Regions from separate parts of the Pan troglodytes genome. Here region 2 is linked to region 1. Evidence: chromatin contacts called from public Hi-C data. All regions are on one chromosome and are shown on one strand. The core of a region is the stretch at or near the end of the contact, and the rest is flanking DNA. Distances in the headings are between cores, read along the strand shown.

Region 1 (6,943 bases), core at 1,985-4,484:
GGCTGTATCCATTTGGTACCTCCTGTACTGTATGCTCTTCTTGGTCTTTCTAATACAGTCCTAGGAGCCCCATTTTGAAATGACTGGTGTTGGAGGACAGATATTCTGTGTGTGCACTGAAGAAAAATAACGACAAAAATCAGTTTTTGTTTCCTAAGAAGTCTTCCCTTCCATGACTTTGAGGTAGAGCCCACAGGAAGCCATAGATTAACCGAAGCTGACCTTACTTGTAGGTAGGCATGAAAAACCCACCTGAGGTCTGTCTTTAGGAATTCTGTCTTAAAATACATTTCTCCTGTCTTCAAAGCCAGAATGGGAACGCAGGGCCTAAGCTACTGGGTCAAGTTACCCAGAGTTCTGATACATCGGCTGATTGGGAACAGCAAGACCTCAACTCAGGGCTCCTGGGATCTGTTTGCTTCCCTTTGTTACCTTACTGAGGATGGTGCCAGAGACTCTGAATCAATATATGTGTGAGACACAGGAAAACTATCCCCTAAGTTGGTTCTAAACTATCACTTAGAGCATCAATAGCAACAATACGTACACAGCTGTATGCACTATACAACATTGCTCTTCCAGAAATGCAAACAGTTTTGGATACCAAGTCCCTATACAGCCACCTCCAAATTCCTCTTCTAGAATATATGACCAATAGACCCCACCCCATCCACCCTACCAACACACACACACAAACACACATCTTTTGCAAACTACACTTTTCCAGGGGCACTTTCTAAAGAGAATTATTCACTCAATAACCTGCTGGGACTAGTGACACCAACCCATCCCAAAGAAAAATTTCTACACTGTCGATAGTGATTTCTGACCTTATCAGCCTCTTTTTTTTTTTTTTTTTGAGATGGTGTCTCGCTCTATCGCCCAGGCTGGAGTGAAGTGGTGCAATCTCAGCTCACTGCAAACTCTGCCTCCCGGATTCATGCCATTCTCTTGCCTCAGCCTCCTGAGTAGCGGGGACTACAGGTGCCCGCCACCGCACTCGGCTAATTTTATTTTATTTTTTTATTTTTTATTATTATTTTTTTAGTAGAGACGGGGTTTCACCGTGTTAGCCAGGATGGTCTTGATCTCCTGACCTCGTGATCCACCTGCCTCAGCCTCCCAAAGTGCTGGGATTACAGGCATGAGCCACCATGCCCAGCCCCTTATCAGCCTCTTGTACCTGTGTGATCACCTGGCAAGTTAAGTTGGTTGGGTGAACTCCTACACCCACAACTATAACCCACTGGAAGATTCTTTGAGGCTCCTGTTTCTGCATGAAGGAGATATACATCTGGACAGCCTGGGGCCAGTCCACAAAGATCTGAGGATGGTCCCTGGAGAGGCAACATCTGATGTCCTGCTCTCTACAGTCCCCAGGCAGCTTCTAAATTCTACAGCTGAGAGAGTAAACAGGACTAGCAACAGTTGAGATGTAACATTGTGTATGCATATTCAAAAGACATTCATTATCTGTAGGACATTGTTTAGAAATTGCTCTACTATTTAATTTGTGATAAATGATTAGCAAACATGTTTATCAATGTAAAAAAAAAACACACTCACAGAACAACTTTAATTGGATTCATATACTTTAGTGTCTGGGAAAGCTGAGAAGCAAACCATCCTATACCACTGCCATGTGCTTCTCCTCTCCAGCGTCCTGTCCCCAGCCATCTGCCCTCAGACTTCATCTACAACCCCAGATAGCCTTCTGCCAAATGTAAACTGATGGTCACAGGGAAAAGGAGAGGACATATGGATGAGAGTGCCCAAATATGAGAATATCCTTTGTCGACAAAAGCCAGAAAAGTGTAAATCTTTCAGAGAGCCAATGCCCAGGCCAGCATCCCACCTGGTTCAGTCCCTTGGATGGGGAAGGGTGGATCTAAGACAAGAGCTTGGCTCTGGGACTTGCAGGCTATAAAGTTAGACACCACTAAGTCTGCCGGCATGACATTCTTTCTCCTATTAATAGCAACTTCTTCCATTTGCTCGCCCCAGAAAACAAAATGAATGAGGCTTGGCTGTGAATGTAGGAGAGACTAAAGCCCAGGATGGCAATAAATCGGAGTGCAGAGTGGCAGACACTGTAATCCGCCGGAATGCCGCTCTGGCTCAAGGAAAAGAACCTCTTTGGGGAAGCAGTGGAGGGAATCAATGCCCATAAAAGCATCCAAGGCAGCAAGCCACAGCAGAAAAGATAGATACTGTTGACCAGCACATGCAGCAGATTGCTGGTTGTAAAACAAAATAGAAAGTCATTAAAAAGGTGGGCAAAGGGCACGACTGTGTGATGTGGATGTCACAGGGGACCTGTGTTATAGAGGGCTCAGGCCTCCCCATCCGTCAGAAGGTCAGCATCGCCAAGACTGCCTGGAATCCCACACTACAGATCCCTCTCTATGCGCTCACCGCAGCAAGGTGAGAGATGGGTTAGTATTTATTGCCACTTATGTAATAGGTCTATTTGGAAACACATTCTGACTCGCTTATCAGGATATTAATACATCACAGCATATTGAGCTGTATTCATTTTGGGTTCGGGTTGCTTTAACCAAAGACTTTCCTGGGAAGCCTGCCAGGGTATGTTTTTCTGGAACGAGCTCCCTTTTCTGCCTCATTCACCACCTTTCGATCCACCAGAGGGCAGAGTCAACCCATAAGACTCAGGCTCAGGGACTTTGGGGGGCAGTTTGAAATAGGAGGAGTTTTGGGAGAACGCACCAGAAAAGCAAAGGCCTGAATAAGTTATTCATCCTGAAAGCTGGAGATGGAAATAGTTTCTGGAACTCTCAGGAAAAAAGACTGACAATAAGGCCCGCAAGAAGCAAGTTGAAGAGTTCTTAATGTGCTGTGCCTCAGTTTCCCAACATTTGAAAGGAGCAGATGCTTGAATCATTTCCAACTCACCCTGTAAATTAAACCACGCTTTGCAGGTCACAGAAAACACCTCTCGCAGCAAAGGAGGGGCAGCTGGCAGAGAAACAGGCTGCAAGGTCGCAGCCAGCACAAATCGGAAAAAGGCACGTTCTGGAGGCTTCTTCCCTCCTCCTCGCTTCCCTCTCCCTTTGCCTCCTGGTAGGGCTCTTTCTCCTTCCGCATTTCCATTCTTGCCCTCTTTCTCCTTTTCTTTCTTGTGCTAGTTTGGCTGCCCTCTCCAGCTCCTCTCCTCTTGGGAGAAATAAAAGTAAAACCAAAAACAACTGCTAGGGGAGAAATGACAGCAGCTGCTTCCTCCCCCTCCTCCTGCCCCCGCCATGGGAGGTGGCTGCGAAGTCCCGGCACACTGCCAGCCATGGTGAGAGCTTTGATTTCCAATCTGATCGCCTCATTTTGTCAGCCTCTGCATAACACAAACAGCTCAGCCCCCATTTATCATAGAGAAGAAGGGGGTGATGGAAGGAAAAAAAGTAGAAGGAACACCTTCCTCTCCCATAATAAATAACTGGCACAGGCATCTCCTGTCACCCTCAGCATTGTCCGTGGTGTGTGTCTCCCTACCTTGCCATTAAGAAGTAACTCACCACAGCTGGGCTGGAGAGAAACAATCTCCCTGCTATTGTTCACAGCGTTCTTGTGTGACAATTTCAATCCATCAGACTTTTCTTCTGCAAAGAATTGATGGACTCAGGATCCTCTGGCTCGGAGCTGTTTGTATTTCTGCACTCGTTCACACACCCAGGTGGCGAGACCCTTGCGCCCACTCAGTCTCTCCCACTCCCACATCGCGCAGGGGCGCCTGGGGACCCAAGCTGCTTATGGAAAGCGAGGCTCCACCTTTGCTGGGCTGCGCTTCTTCCTCTGCCAACAGCCCACTCATCCCCCTTGCCTGGGACCCCTGTTGATCTCTCTTACACACACACAATATACACAAACACATGCACGCACACACACCACATACCACAGCACACACCACATACCACAGCACACACCCAGCCACACACACACCACACACCACACATACCACACAGCACACACAGATACACAACACACACACAACACACATGCACCATATACAACACACAAAATACATGCACCACATACCACACACCACACATGCACCATATACCACAACACACAAAATACACGCACCACATACCACACACCACACATGCACACACACCATACACACATCACATACCATAGCATGCTCAACATATGCACGACATACCACAACACAGACCACATACCACACACTACGCATGCACACACCACACACACCACATACTATACCACACACCATACACCCCACCACACACACACATCACTCATACCATACACAACACGCACACCACATACCACGCCAGAGACACACACCCCACATACCATAACACACATCACATACCCCACGACACATCACACACTACACACCACACACACACTCATACCCCATCACACACCACACACATCACATACCACACACACCACATACACCACTGCACACCACACAGAGACACACACCCCACATACCATAACACACACCACATACCCCACCACACACCACATAAACCCACATCACAGATAATACACAACACACACACAAATATACCACACACAAAATACACACACCATGCACCACACACCACACATTGTACCACACATCTTACCACACATACCAAACAATACACACCACATACCACACACTCCACCACACACGCACCACATACCACAACACAAAACACACACCCCACCACACACATCACACACACAACACACATGCACCACATACCACACAACACACACTCCACCACACACACCACACACTCACAACACACATACTATAGACACCACACACACACACCACGCACACAACACACACCACAACACACACATGCCCCACCACATATACCACACCACACACACCATATACAACATACATCACACACACCACCACACACACACCATACTACACGTACACCACATACCACACCACACAATACACATACACCTCATACCACACCACACAAACACACACACACACCACACACGCCATATCACTAGACATACCACATACCCCACAACACAACACATAACACACACTACACACCACACACATACCACATACCACACCATACAACACATACACCACATACCCCACCACGCACCACAAACACATCACACACCACACACTACACACCACACTCACACCACACACCACACACACATCACACACCACGCGACACAACACATACACCACAGACCCCACCATCACCACACACACATCACACACCACACACTACACACCACACTCACACCACATACCCCACTACACATGACACACACACCACATACCACATGACACACATACCACATACACCACCAAACACCACACACATCACACACCACACACTACACACCACATACACATTCATACCCCACCACACACCACATACATCACATAGCACACACTACACACCACACACACCACATACACCACCACACACGCATCACACACACATCACACACCACACACTATACACCACATACACACTCATACCTCACCACACACCACATACATCACATAGCACACACTACATACCACATACACCACCACACACCACACACACATCACACACTACACACTACACACACATCACATACCACACCACACACCACATATACCACATACCCCACCACACACACACACACACAAACACACACCGGTACATTATTTATCTTCTACTTTACACTCTAAGGGAGGGTTTGACTTAGTCTAATTCACTCAATAAAATGAAAACATCCTTTCCTGATTCACTCACTCAGTCACCTCATCTTTGTTTGCATCCCCACTGTGAGCCCATCCGTTTGCGTTTGCTGGGACTGAGTGTAGACAGGTATGCGGGCAGTGTGAGGAAGGCAGGGTGTGTCTGGGAAGGTTGTGCTCTAGGACTCAAGATGCAAATCAGGCCCACCTGTAGAACTTGCTTTACTTATTCATTTGGAGATGGATGTCATGCTGGCACCCAGGCTGAAGTGCAGTGGCACAATCATCACCCCTGCAGCCTCCAACCAGCCTCCAGAGTAGCTTAGACAACAGGCGCTAGCTACAGTACCTAGGAGTACAGAAGCTAGGACCACCAGGAGCAGCTATTTTTCTTTTTGTTGTTGTTTTTTTGTTTTTGTAGAGACAGGGTCTTGTTATGTTGCTGAGGCTGACAATTTCAATCTCCTGGACTCAAGCAATCCTCCTCACTTGGCCTCCCAAAATGCTGGAATTACATGCATGAGACACCACACTCAGCCATTGTGGAACTTTATATAAATGCCTGTACTTTATAAATTACCCACGCAACCCCGCCCCGCGCGTGCGCGCGCGCACACACACACGTACACAAAAAATATTCAGAACAATTTCCACAACTTTTTCTGATGTGCAAAACTGAGAATCATTATTGTGAGCAGCTGCTGAGTAGGATTTGGGTAGAAATGGGGAGGCAGACGGGCAACAAACCTGGACAGGTGAAGAGAAGTACTTTCATGAAGGGCATTTTAAGTTATGTTAAGGAATCTAAGGCGCAGGCGCCAAGAGCTTCCAACAGGGCGGCACTGTGCTGGGACCTGTGTTTTGGAGCCTGTCTCTCCCTGCAGTCTGAGAGCACTCACAAAACCACCAAAGGCCAGCCCAGCCACGGCTGCTGAGATCTCAGGGAGCGCAGGGCCCCAGGGGCTGGAGAGGAAGGGATGGAGACAGGAGACACCGGGAAGTAGAATCCATGGCCGGATCGAAGATCCGGGGATGGGAGGGGCAATAGCAGAAAGGAAGGGGCATAGCACAATAATGACCCTGACTAACGTTTATTGATCACTAGAGTGTGCCAGGCACTATGCAAAGCACTTTACTCAGATCATGTTATGTGAGCCACACAGCCACTCTGTGTGGTAGTAAACAAAAATATCTCCACTTTACCTGCAAGGGAACTGAAGCTTAATAAATTGCCTC
Region 2 (6,943 bases), core at 2,403-4,902, 940 kb before region 1:
AGCTCTATTCCCAATAAACCAGAATGCCTGGGATTCTACTTCAGAAGGGCAGGGTTTTGGCTTAAGGAAATAAGCTAGGCTGTGATACTGAGCCTGGAATAAAAATACCGTCTGTCAGTATCAATCTTTGCTGCTTTAAAATAAATACGTTTATTAGATCAATTTTGGTTGGAACAGTGTGCTGAGAAGAGGCCTAAAAAGAAGCATATAAATAAATGCATTATTATTGTTAAAATTTAAAATAAAACATGAAAATACTGCAAGTATAGAGAAGAAAATAGCAATGATCCATAACTGCGCCCCCAAAGATAACCATCCTTCAGACCTCCCTAGATACCATGGGGCTGACTTGCTAAAACTTTGCACAAATATATGATAAGCATTTTCCCCAGCGGAGGTAATTGTGAAAGGGAGGTTGGACAGCATTTTACTGTGGGAGTAGGCAGACCTGGGCATGAGCCATGTCAGGGATGAGGGATGACATCCCTGATCCTGGGGGGAGAGGCGATGGCATAGGAAGGGCCAGTGAAAGAGGCAACAAGAAGCTTCAAGACACTAACTTCATCCACCTGGCCACTTTGCCCAGGTGGACTTTGGGCATCAGGAAGTGTTTCATGCCATTGAGTGAAGACATCTTCTTCCATTGGATGTGCTTATGCCTTGGTAAAATAAGAAAGCCAGGCTAGTGCAGCTCTAAAGTTCCCTTCAGCCTATGGTTTGTTCCCCTTGAAGGACGAGTTGATGTTCTGCTTGCCCTGAGTCCTCAAGGATTCAGCCAGGGTTGAGCATGAGCTCCCTGATTCAGAAGTTCCTCATTTCAACCCCCAGAGGAGTCCCACAGAGCGAATATTCTCTGTTCTAGCACGCTGAGTAGTGCCAGTGGCTGCTTTCACATTGAAGAGTGATTGGCAGTGGGAGGAGCCTGGAGTCTGGATTTGGAAGACCCTATTCAAATCCAAGCCACACCCTTTACTCACTGCAGATCTCCGAGCAAATGACAGTGACTTCATCTCCTAGAGCCTCAGTTTCTTCATCTGGAAAATGGCACTAATCACACATCTTCAAAAGATTGTTGCGAGAATGTGTGGCTGAGTATGGAAGTACTCTGCAAACTTAAGCACGTTATGCCATAAGGGAGCAACAGGGAAAGAGTCAGAACTCAGGGATTCCTTCGCACCAGTTTTCATGGCTTATTGTTACTTTTCTATTTTATTTTTATAGTGGTTTTACCTTCTAGATAACTTTCACAGGTATTATCTCAACACAACTTCACCGGCCTGGTGTGGTGGCTCACATCTGTAATCCCAACACCTTGGGAGGCTGAGGCGGGTGAATCATCTGAGGTCAGGAGTTCGAGACCAGCATGGCCAACATTGTGAAACCCTGTCTCCACTAAAAATACAAAAAAATCTGCTGGGTATGGTGGCGCATGCCTGTAATCCCAGTTACTTGAGAGGCTGAGGCAGGAGAATGGTTTGAACCCAGGAGGCGGAGGTCACAGTAAGCCGAGATCACATCACTGCACTCCAGCCTGGGCAACAGAGTGAGTCTCCATCTCAAAAAACAAAACAAAACAAAAACAAACAACAAACAACAAACAACAACTTCGCAGGGACATGGGAGACAGAACACGAGGTGGCAGCCTCATATGACAGATGATTTGAGCCTCAGGGTCTTCCAATGACTTGCACCAGGACATAGAATGACTTAGTTGTTGCTGGATACCGTAGTCAGAACTGGGAATTGGATTTCGCCTGGCATAATAAAAATATTGCAGGACTCAAGTCAGGACCGGAGTTTGGTTCCTTGAACTAACAAGGAACCTCCTTCAAGTCCTAGTACTCTGCCTAGACTTTGGCAACCTCTTCTATGAAAGGGGAGGTTGGAGGAGAGGGTGCAGTGAGACTGGCATTTTTTTAAAGGCGTCTTCAGCATTGCTGGTCCATTACTCTGAGAGTTGAAGTACTGTTTCTGCAATTGGGGAAGTGGCTGTGGTTTAAATTCCTAGTCTGTTAACTGGTTGTAGAGTTGGTTTCCTCTGAAAGGGGAGTGGCCATTGGCAGGAGTGGACATGGGGCAAGCCAGGGTTCCACTCCCTTATCCACCCTGGCCATGGCCCCTCCTTGGCAGGCAGAGGCGGGCAGGGTGCTGCTGGCCTGAGGGTCCTGGGCAGGCAGCTCTGTTCTAGCACTCTAAGGAGATCAGATGTTGCGGGCACCAAGGTTCTCAGGCCCACAGAGGATGGCGTTTCTCATGTCAGGAGGGGATGGACGAATGAAGGCGTGTGCACTCCCGGGAGGGAGGAGAGTCACAGGAAAGAGGTGTGGACAGGCAGGATGGAGCAGCACGTGTTGTATCGGGATTCAGTAGTGTGATGGGTGGAGCCGGGAGAGGAGGGAGCTTCGGGCAAGGGAACGTTGGCAGGAAGTGTGCGCAGCAGCAGGAGCCTCGGGTGCTTGTGGGTCTGTGCGCATTCTGGCCTAAATGACCCAGGCAGCGTCTCAGCTTTAACTCTGCAGGTGTTCAAGTCCCATCCAGTGAATCCAAGTGAAGCACCCTGTCCACACGGAGGAGATATCCCAGGGCAAGGCTGACAGAAGGCCCTTGAGGTCCCAGTTACGTGTCTGGGCAGACAAATGTGAGACTGTGGCAAACCAGAGAGCACTGCCTTGAGGTTTGCCGCATGTGCCCGCTAGAGCCACGTGTGTCCACTGTACTGAGGGAAAGAAGCGATGCCCTTCCTACACACGGGAAATATCGTGTAGCAACGGCTTGTTCACAGCCCTTGCTGGGCTCTGGGGCACATTTGTCTCCAGGCAGCGCCTTGGAGACGACCCATCTCCGAAGCAAGTCTGGCTAGGGGGCAGGTGCCTCTGCCCTGGAGCACAGGCAGTGGCAGGGTGTGCATCTCCAACCCCAGGGGCCACGTCATCAGCACCCCTTCTGGAGCCATGGCTCCTTCTGACCTTGTTCCCTTGGTGGGCATCTGCACACGTGGTTTAAAAGTGCCCCTTCCAGGGCTGATCCTGCTCCCGGAGGCCCCAGTGAAGCAGCCCAGCCCAGGCTCAGCACAGATGGATTTTCCAAGGCTCTGGGCCGCCTTCCTCCTGCAGGACTTCATGCTCGTCCAGGTCCGGCTCTCACAGGGGTCCGGGGGCTTCAAGCACCAGACTGAACCGTTTCCTCTGCAGCGTGCTTTCCTCCGGGTGAGGCCACCAGGCACCTTGTCAGGGACACCGTTTCTTCCACTCACCCCACCCTGGCCCCTGACAGGTCGCCTCTCCCTCCTTGTTTTATTTTTCTCCTTTTCTCATCCAGATTAAACACGTACTGTACTTTATATCTCGTGTGTGTCCTGTCTACCTGGTGGACGCAACGTAAGCTCCGTGGCAGGGACCTTTGTATTGTTCAATGTTGTATCGTTAGCACATGCCAGGCTTCCAGGAAACGTTTCCAGTAAATGAATAAAGCCTTCTTACATTTACTGCCGGCCCGCCCCGCGCCAGGCCATGTGGCTGCGGAGGCAGAGGAGACCTCAGCCTTCCCTTCCCTCCAGGCTCGCTAAAGCCTGAGCTCTTCCTGACACTTCCCCTCCGGCCCGGCCCGGAAGTCCCATTCCCGGATCCTTCACCGAGGCCAGTCCCACCCGGACAAGAATTCAGGCGGCACAGTCCGCCTCCCGGGGCAATCTAGCCTGGGGAAAGGGCAAGCACACAAGGTGGCCCTGGAGCGGCCCCTGAGGACGCCAGCGACAGTCTCTGGTGGAACCTGCTGGCCGCCCTTCTCCCATTTGACCCTCCGCCTGGTTCGCTGCCGCAGATCAACTGTTGACACAGCTACCAGGGAAAGGGGTGTTTGTCCACCGGAATGCTCCCTGCGGAGGACTCTGCCCGGGGGCCTCAGCCGGGAAGGCGGCCAGGTGGGTTGCAGTACCAGGGGCTGCCCAGCGAGGGGAGACAAAGCTCCACAAATGAGAACAAGCTGTGCCGGCGGCATCAGTTACCCGGCAGCGTCTGGGAACCGCGCTGGGCTGCGCTGGGGTCGGCTAGTGGGCCGGCGTTCCTCTCCTTCCCTCCCTCTGCCGGACTCCGCTCCACCCCTCACTCAGCCTCCTCTGGATCAGCGCCACCTCCTTCCTTTGGTCAGCCCCCTTCACCTGCAATAGGCCCCAATACAAGGGGCTTGAGGAAACAGTTTTGGGTTTTTTTGTTTTGTGGTTAAAAAAAGAAAGAAAGAAAGAAAATTAAAGCCATATCTTCCAGCCGTGTCTGCAACTGACACCGTCAAGTGATCAAACCCGGCTCACGGCTAGCCCATTTCACAAAAACACCCATGAAATCTTTCTCAATTCAGGAATGACTTTGAAGATCTAGCTGGTATTAATAATCACCAACCGGGGCTGGGCTCGGTGGCTCACCCCTGTAATCCCAGCACTTTGGGAGGCCAAGGTGGGTGGATCACCTGAGGTCAGGAGTTCAAGACCAGCCTGGTTAACATGGTGAAACTTCGTCTCTACTAAAAATACAAAAATTACCAGGGCATGGTGGCGGGCACCTGTAATCCCAGCTACTCAGTAGGCTGAGGTAGGAGAATGGCCTGAATCTGGGAGGCGGAGGTTGTAGTGAGCCAAGATCAAGCCATTGCACTCCAGCCTGGGTGACAAGAGCAAAACCCCATCCAAAAAAAAAAAAACAACAGCTCTGTAAATGACCTTTTCTGACCATGAGACTGAATAAAACCTTGCGGCAGATTAATAGGACCCAAAGTCATCATTCACATCCTATAAAAATAGGTACGAAGGCAGCTGCTTCACAGTCTGAAGTGCAGGCACACCACTGTAGAGCCCACGAAATGTGGCTCCCTGGGACCTTTTCTAAGAGCACAACGTGACTTTCCTCCTTTCTGACCCCATGGGAGGCTGTCTAGTCTGTTGGGTTTAAGAAGGAGACAGGAGGCTGGAAAAGGCATCCCTGAGGGCTAGCCGTGGCCCAGGGGACCAGCCCTCTGGTTGCTTCTCTCCGCCGTTGTATGACATGTGTCCGTTCTCACTCGGAGCCTGTACCACTCTGGGTAACTCTTATAGACTGGAGCCCCTAGAAAGAGATAGGAAGGGACAGAATAGGAACTGAACTTACACTGCGAAGGCTGGTCTCTGGACTGACCGTTAGAACTCACAGCACGTGCTGAGACAATGACTGGAATACAATGGGAAAACTCCATGACCCCAAAGCCCCATGCTGGCCCCCGGCCATGGGAGGCACTGGACAGGCACAAGGAGGATGCGGCTGTCTTTACAGACAGTGGTGTCTGGCAGGGGTACCTCAGATCAGTCCCCAGCGCTGCAGCTGCCGGCTGGCTGCATGCAGCAGGGCTGGAGCAAGGCAGAAAGCCATTCCTAGGGAGGCTGCTGTGGAGTAGAGCTTGGCAAGGCAGAGGCTCAGGGGCGGGAACGATGCTTGGGTCCAGTGATCAGGATTGGGATCAATGACAGGGTTGCTGAGGCAGCCCTAAACCCCAGCTGGAACAGGAGATGGAAGCTGAACTGGCAGCAAGGGTGGGCAGTGGGGTCTCCAAGGATGCCGCTCAGGCAGTCTTGGGTGTGGTGATGCATTAAATCTACAAGCAGGGCTCAGAAGATCTCATCTGTAGGGAAAGGAGGGATGAAGTGTTGGAATCTAAGCAGGGTGCAACGTTCTGAGCCAAGACCTTTACCAAAATCCTTGACATTAAACTGGAAACTAATGTTTTATGAGCAAGGAGGACTCTTGAGCCTCGGTTCTATTAAATGATATCATTTGCAAATTAAAAATGTTTGGAAAACTACTCAGCAGTATTTGTCAATAGTGGTAACGCCAGTCAGAATTGAACAGAAAAGGCTCGAGAAGACACTGATTTTGCCTACATGCAGGTGGTAAAAGGACCTGAGAGATTTAAGATAAGGAAGTGCAGCAGGGATTCATGGACTTCCTTTCACTTGGGTCTGTCCAGTCTGGCAGAGGCAAGGACAGGTATCTGGGGTGAGAAATTTAGAATCACATTTGTGGTGGAGTCTGGTGTTACCAGTGGAGTCTGATGCAAGCGGCTCCTGTGCTTTCCTCCCTGACACTGGGGACTCTTGTGGAAACTTGCAGCTTTGAGCATAATGGAGGTTAGCACGACATATACCCTTGGAATGACATAGAGCTTAGGCCAGGCTAACAGTTCCATTAGGAAAGGTGTCTTTACACCCAGTGCTAGGAAATTTATTCTAAAACCAAAGTTGGTGTCACCTTTTGTAGCTAAACAAGACCCTATGCCCCCAACCAATGGGCTTCCTCAAAAGTTTCCATGAAATTCTCAAACTTTTCAGCCCCCACCCCCACCTCAATTTCTGTTTAGTGTCCCATTTATGCATGCGCTTAAGTGTGCTTGGATGGAAAACAAACGAAATGGAACTGAGGGCCCTGTCTAATCTGACTTGCGGAAAAGTTTTTGAAAGAAGAGGTGAGAAGATCCCTTTTGCATAGCACATTAAAATAAATTATGGAGAACTTCTCCCTTCCAGCTAAGGAGGTGGTCAAGATGAGAGGATAAATCTTTAAAAGACTAATGTTTTCAAAATCAGGTTCCTTGCCCTCAATCCTTTGATGTATGAGTGTAAGACTAGGTAGGACACGTGGTGAAATATACATGAGAACTCGGAAGAGAATAGCAGAGTGGAGAAAATATTAGTGTTTACATCAAAACTCAATTGGAACACTCATTTCAAGGTGATAGTTTATTATGTTGAATGCAATTTAGTCCCACAAGGATATTTCCTTTCCATCTCCAGGGCTCTTACCATGCCTGCAGCCCCATCCCCACTTCCCACTTCCCTTCTCCCCATATCCAGATGTGAGGAAGCAAAACACATCCACTGCAGAATTACTTCTTTGTGACTGCAGGCTTTGCAGACTGTAAAGGA

What was found. A called contact is a pair of places that touch in the nucleus more often than the background predicts.
Region 2: a contact with region 1 is called in a Hi-C map of induced pluripotent stem cells, with 2.4 times the contacts expected there. The contact joins two enhancer-like sites. A contact is called at or near these places in 2 of 7 Hi-C or Micro-C datasets (induced pluripotent stem cells and stem cell-derived neural progenitor cells).

Annotation. Positions count from the first base shown.
Region 1 is chr9:134,058,677-134,065,619 of NHGRI_mPanTro3-v2.0_pri, reverse strand. All of the region lies in intron 3 of NTM (neurotrimin), which reads right to left. Among named protein-coding and RNA genes, the nearest start is that of NTM, 760 kb to the right of the region's middle. Within about 2 kb of position 3,234, at least 11 of the 24 cell types and tissues checked have an H3K27ac peak or open chromatin away from gene starts, as enhancers often do. A contact at or near this core is called in induced pluripotent stem cells, where this site is marked.
Region 2 is chr9:134,997,545-135,004,487 of NHGRI_mPanTro3-v2.0_pri, reverse strand. It overlaps a transcript of OPCML not described here. Among named protein-coding and RNA genes, the nearest start is that of OPCML, 120 kb to the right of the region's middle. Within about 2 kb of position 3,652, at least 14 of the 24 cell types and tissues checked have an H3K27ac peak or open chromatin away from gene starts, as enhancers often do. A contact at or near this core is called in induced pluripotent stem cells, where this site is marked.